Linked DNA regions of Drosophila melanogaster: region 1 is linked to region 2. Evidence: chromatin contacts called from public Hi-C data. All regions are on one chromosome and are shown on one strand. The core of a region is the stretch at or near the end of the contact, and the rest is flanking DNA. Distances in the headings are between cores, read along the strand shown. Region 1 overlaps Eip75B (Ecdysone-induced protein 75B). Region 2 overlaps Eip74EF (Ecdysone-induced protein 74EF).

Evidence for each region. A called contact is a pair of places that touch in the nucleus more often than the background predicts.
Region 1: a contact with region 2 is called in a Hi-C map of the Kc167 cell line, with 5 times the contacts expected there. A contact is called at or near these places in 5 of 107 Hi-C or Micro-C datasets (the Kc167 cell line, the S2 cell line, embryo and 2 more).

What each region holds. Positions count from the first base shown.
Region 1 is chr3L:17,956,890-17,960,085 of dm6, forward strand. Eip75B (Ecdysone-induced protein 75B) reads right to left here. Exons shown (of 8, transcript NM_001259893.2): 6 at 2,493-2,731. Among named protein-coding and RNA genes, the nearest start is that of lncRNA:CR45393, 11 kb to the left of the region's middle.
Region 2 is chr3L:17,569,098-17,572,252 of dm6, forward strand. All of the region lies in intron 5 of Eip74EF (Ecdysone-induced protein 74EF), which reads right to left. Among named protein-coding and RNA genes, the nearest start is that of CycT, 13 kb to the left of the region's middle.

The sequences.
Region 1 (3,196 bases), core at 247-2,746, 390 kb after region 2:
CGCCAGCGGAATGAGGTGGAAAAAAAGGGGCGGGGTGTGGGAATTGCTCAGCGTCTAAGCCGAGCGAATGTGCATGTTATTTCGCCATTTGGCTTTCCGGGTTTTGAGTTACACGAACATGCGCCAAGTGCCCCAGACAGCGAACGTGCCACCCCACGCCCAACCACCCCCTCCCCGTGCCATCTATCATCATCATCTGCCCACCATTGTTTTCAGCGACTTGGATTTTAATTTACGTTTGATTTCTTTCATGTGTGCTTCTCGCTTTTTACTTGCTACGTTCTGTTTCAATAAGCACACGTTGTGCTGTCTGCCGCCGAATCTCTTTTCTGATTCGATTTTCGTTTGATTAACCTTGAAAATGTGTTTTCTTCGCGCAGAAACATAAAAAAAAGAATGCCATAGAAACGCGCTCGCACGAAAGAGAGAGGGAAAATAGCAGCCGGCAACCGGCAAACTGATTTTCGCCACATTTTCTTTTTGCCGGCGCTTTGACGTCGTCGTATCATTTGATTTTCCGCCACGAAAATATTTCTCATCTGCGCAAAAGCGGAAATAGTTTGCGAAAAATACTAATGAGTGTGTTGTGTGGGGGGGCTATTTATGACTCGACTCCCGCTACCCGAATTGCCTTTCCTGACATATCACAAGATCCCATAACATCCCATCCGATTCGATTCGACCTTCAATTGGCGTTAGTGTGGCCTTGAGTTTTTGCCAAAAATAATTCGCAGAACTCATGTACCGGCTGATATGGACAGCCACAGATTGAATAATCTTTAGGGCTAATCGTTTCGCTAGAGGAATTTCTATTTCGGTTCCGAATTCCGAATTTCACCGAGATCGTAGCGCCTTAGCCTCACCTTGCACCGCCGGCGAATCTTCCGCCTTCCGTCATAAACTGAATTGCTGACATTTTGCATATTACGACGCTGTCTAAATGAACCACCTGACAATTTTACAGATTGCTCTCACTGTATCTGTATCTGTGCATACATGTACATAGATATGTATATATGTGTATTGCAGTTTTGTGACGCCGTTTGTCTGGCATTCGCTTCCTCATACTCATGACATTTTATGCATATTTTTTGTGCCATTATTGTTTACTCATATATAGTGGAAAATATGAACTGCAAACAGAGAAAGAGAGGGAAGCGGATCCGCTCATTTCGCTCACTCCAAGGTTAAAAAATAACTTGCTCCAAGGTCGCTGTTCTATACTACACATAGTACTTCTTAAACTTGTCGATCGCATTTGATTTCCTTTCTTTCCTCCCCAAACACCAAATCAAATTTTAACTTTTTTAGCCTTGCACTTGACTCTGACTTTGTGCCAATGTTTTTCCCATTTTTCGTTGTGCTCGTGTCGCTTTTAAATATTTTAATAATAATTTATTTAAATGGACAACGCATGTGTCTGGCCAGCTCGCTTGGTCTCTCTCTAATCCTGTGCTATCCCTCTCTTTCCCACCGTGATAGCAGCCGATGCTTGTGTGTGTGTGCTTTCATTAATAATGACGCTACGCTTGACCTTGAGCTTTAGAACTTTGTTTGCGTACTTTGTTGTTGCCGAGAGCCGGGACACGTTTTTTTTTTGTTATATAGCACTTTTCTTTATCGCTTTTGGTTATGGTATGTGAAATGATTTTTTTGGGCTATTATTTACAGCGCCGAATCTGTACTTCCTCTATTCTCCACCACGATCTATTTGGCCACAAAAAAAAAAAAACCAAGTGACGTCGATTGTAAAATAAACACTTTATGGAATTTACAAAGTAATCACAGAAATAAACGATAGCTAGCATTCATAGCATTCATCATTTAGCTGTCAGGGGAAACGTCATAAATCTGACATTGACAAGCTTTTCGTCAAGAACTTGACCCCAAACTTGCCACTTCAATGGCCACGTTTGGAGGCCCCGCAAGAATCGCCGAAGAGCGAAGACTCTGAAAAGAGTGGCTCGTAGACGCGTCTACGTGTGGCGCTCGATTTCCTGGTTTAGAATCGTGCAAACAGGTTCACCTTGGCGCATGACTAACGCCGGCAGTAGGCAGTAACCAGTAAGCCAAGTTGCCAGTTGCCAGTTGCTAGTGAGCAAAAGGCAAAAAGCAGTTACTAGCTAGTTGATATTGTTTTGCTGATCTATGCATGTCAACAGAAGTCGGCGGCCCGGAAATGTGACTTCGCCTACGCCGTAACCTTTGGCGGTCAATTAATAACGTACTGATTGTCTACATAGGGCAGCTGCTAGACATTTTCATAATTTTATGGCCAATGGTTATTTATGATTGTCTCTGTAAATGGAGTTGTAAAATCTCCACAATATATGCTTGTTTGTTCTACTTGACCGGATGGTAATAAATTAAAAAAAAAAACCATAATATTGTAATGATTTGCTGCTCACGCTAAAAATCTGACAATATCCTATTATAGTTTCTTACATTTTCTATCTATATTTCCCACTTTGGGAACTTAGGGTGAGACTTACCAGAAGTGTGGGCATGGAGTAGGAGGGGCAATCCCGCGCCCGCTGCCGCATCGCCGAGACCTTCTCCTTGGTGAACTCACAGGTCTCGAGGTGGGCGCGCAGCACGGCGGCGAGGAGGCGTGGCTGGTCATCCAGCTCGGTGGCGAGGGCTCGCTGCTGGCCGCGATTCTGGGTGCTCTGTTGCATGGCCGCCAGGATACGCGCCTTTTCGCGCTTCGGCACGCGTCCAAAACGCACAGCTGCAATTGGAAAAAGGACACATTCGGTTAGTTTTCGGCCTTGTAAGCGGTGCTTAAACCTAAACTTGAGCATAAAATTATGGGCCCCATCAATTACACACTTCACTGCATTGCGTAGCAGGTGCAACGTACAGCTGTTGTCCTGTTGTCACGCAGGAAGTGCCCCGTCTTCCCCTGCCATATTTACAGCCCTTCGAAGTGGGTCAATGCCTCAGCTGCCTCTGCGTTTCTGTGTTTCTTCAGTCTGTCAGTCTTCGGTGTTCAGTCTTCTCTCCCCTGTTACACTTTCTCTTTTTTTAGATTTTTAATTTCTGCCTTTGGCTGCAACCGAAAAATTTGTATGTGGGTGAACTTTCACATTTCACCAACGAGAGAAGAAAAAAAACCAGGCACATTTGCGGTCACGTTTTTCGCACTAGGAATAAATCAAAGGGGAGTGCAGATGAAAGGCATCGATAATGTCGG
Region 2 (3,155 bases), core at 19-2,518:
TGGGCCCAGCTGAAGGGGGATTTACCTATTGAGCTCAGCCTTTATCACCTATCCAGTATTTTCATCTGACATTAATCAGTGGAAAGTAGGCAAATGAAACTGTATACTTGGGAGTTGTTGGCTGAAATTATTGCTTTGGTTTTGGCCGATCGAATTACGGGGGAAACGAGCTGAAGGCATATTATGGCCAAATGAAAGTTCACTTTTTAACTATTTTCGATAAATATCTATCTTTAACTTTCTGTGTTCAGTTAAGGCGTTAAAGATTTCTAGATACCGAAATCAATTTGCAAATCTTCCTAGTACATTTAATCATGCATTTTTATGTTGTTTACATTAAATGTGCGCCCTTCCTTTAATAATCAATCATAAAACTAGCCTTGCCCCAATTGTTAGCCCGCAAAAAACATATTCAAATTCTATTTAGCAAAACAAAAAACCATTAAAAAATACCAGTGACGGATGCCAGGCGAATTCCCCGAATAGCTGAAGCCAAAAACGACAGCCACTAGAAATTGCTTTGTATCGATAATTTCACTTGTGCGGCGCAATAATGCGCCAAACCGGAATCAAAATGTTCCCCAACTGGGATATATGTATTTATTTCTTTATTTATTTTCAATAATAATAATAATACAATTTATGGCAGTGCAAAAAGCGAAAAAAGCAAACAGAATTATGGGTGTGGAAGAAAGCAAAATTCAAGTTAATTCGAATGCAGCAGCGACAGACGAAAGTAAAATGCACAAAGAGTCGAAAGCAAAATCAACAGGAACGGGCGACAACAACGCAAAAGTTCTATATTTAAATATTATAATTTATGTGTTTGTTTGGCAATTGTAGTATTTGTTGTTGGTGTGAATGTCTCTTCCCCAATTTTTTATGTGTACGTACTACAAATATATTTTTTTTGGGTTCCGTCTGCCTCGCTTTTGCACGATCCCCATTATTCCCAGTCCCATTCCCGTTCCCGTTCCCATTCCCATTCCCATTCCCCTTTTTTCTCTTCCTCTCTCTCTCTTTCTTGGCGGCTCTCTGCTGCTCTCTAAATTCCTGTTCTGCCGCCTTATTTTGGCTTTTATGCCGCTGCCAACTTCGCTGCTTTCACGACTGCCTGTGTATTGGTGGCCAGAATAAAAGCCAGTTGTTGTTCTCTCGCTTCTTCGGTGCGCGCGTATGTGTGTGTGTGCGCTTTTTGGAAATTCAGTCTCAAGTTCAAGGTCTCGCGGATAACGCACACCAGCAAAGACACACTGCTCACACGGACACGGGATTCTCATTGTTTACGCACACAGGCGCAGGCAGCGAGACATATGCATATCAGGCAATTTCTCATTGTCGTACGAAAATGTGTGTTTATTAGGGCTACATATGCAGTTAATACAAGTCCACACACAAACGCACATTATTCGTATTTATATAGACAACAGAAATTCTTCTTCAATATTTCCGCATTAAGAAATGATACGCGACTCGGTTGCGATCTGTGTGATTTTCTGTTTTTCTGTTTTTGCTGCGCTCGTTTGTTTTTTGCATTTTTTATGACCGCTATTTCTCTATACTCGAAAATTTCTCGTATCGCACAAAAGGAAATATAATGTAATTCTATATATACTTTCCGATGATTTGTTTTTATTTCGGCTGAATCTTTCGTTTTAATTTGTCATTAAGTACTTTTACTTGTTTTATGGTGTGGTATAATATGCATATAGATTGACGCATTTGCCCCTCGACAAGATGGTTTTATATGCCTTTCTAATTTGTTGCGATTGCCTAAATGAGATTTTGTAATGCGTTTTATTTTATGCACTGGGTTATGTTTTAAGAGATACGTTAATGATATGTCGCATTCTGAGCAGGCAATTACTCTTTTAATTTTATAAACAAATGTGTCGGTTTGAAACATTTTTTAATTTGCATAATTTAGTATCAACGATTTCGTTTAATATTTGTATTTTATAAAGTATATCTAATTTATGAAAAATGGCTCCTGCTTGGCTATATTATATTTTTGACTTCAAGTTTTTTTTTTCTCGTTTACCAGTCGAATATTGTCTAAATTCTCGTAGCTTCTGTTTATATTAACACTTTCTATGCGTGAAAAAATAAACATTTTTGGTCACGCGCCAACCTTTCTGGGGGGTTACAAGTGCTAATTGGTAGTGAATACTATAATTCTGCTCCGATATTGTCAAGATAATTGTTTTGTGTTTAAATTGCTAATCAGGAAGTTTACAACTATAATTTTATAAAAGAAAAAGCGCTGTCATGATTAAACCTCAAAATGTAATTTATTCGAAAAGAGTGGCATGTATATCAATAGACTTTTAAATTTAAGTATAAGTTTCCTCATTGTAAAAGCAAAATATATTTAAATGCGGAATGGTGTGGGCTTTCGTTGCATTTTGCAGCTGGTTTACCAAGAATCCGAGACCGCAGCCCCAAAAACGGAAATTTCGGCTAGCGCAGCAAGTTCTAGGTAGCCGCATTACGTATACGACTCGTTGTCGCGAATTTCCCAGCAACAAGTCTTGGGCCTTGACCCGACCTATTGGACTCGGCTGTGGCTATCAAGTGACCATATGGCCACACCACATCAGCTGCACTGCGAACGGGAGATATTTGCTGAATTCGGATTTTCTGCATTTGCTAATCCGATTTTGTAATTGAGTTACGTTGCCCGACTAGTGACATAATCCCTGCGACTAGGAATCGGGGACTCGGCGTCTCTCCTTGGCTACCGATAAGGAGATAAGTTGCGAGTGAGCAGAACCTCCATTGGCCAATTATGCGGAGAGCAAAAGCGATTACAAAATCTAAACCGGAGAAAGATACTTGTGTAAGTATCGCATAGGCCTACTTCATATATGGGGCATTGGCTTACATAATTCTAATGCGAAAAAATCGCCACCGCCGTATTTGGGTTAAAAGGCAGAAAAAAGAGAAAAAATGGAAAATCATTTGCTAATTTCTTGCCACGAAACGAGAAATTTAAGTTTTTCCGCGCACGCTCTGTGTGTGTGTGTGTGTGTGTGTGCGATGGCATGTAAGTGTGTGCGTGCGCGCAGTTGTTGCCAATCTATTCCCAACCTACCTCAAAATGTTTTGCGTTAGGCCTGAAAAAAAAGCAACAGAGCGCTGAGTTGGGTGGCGGG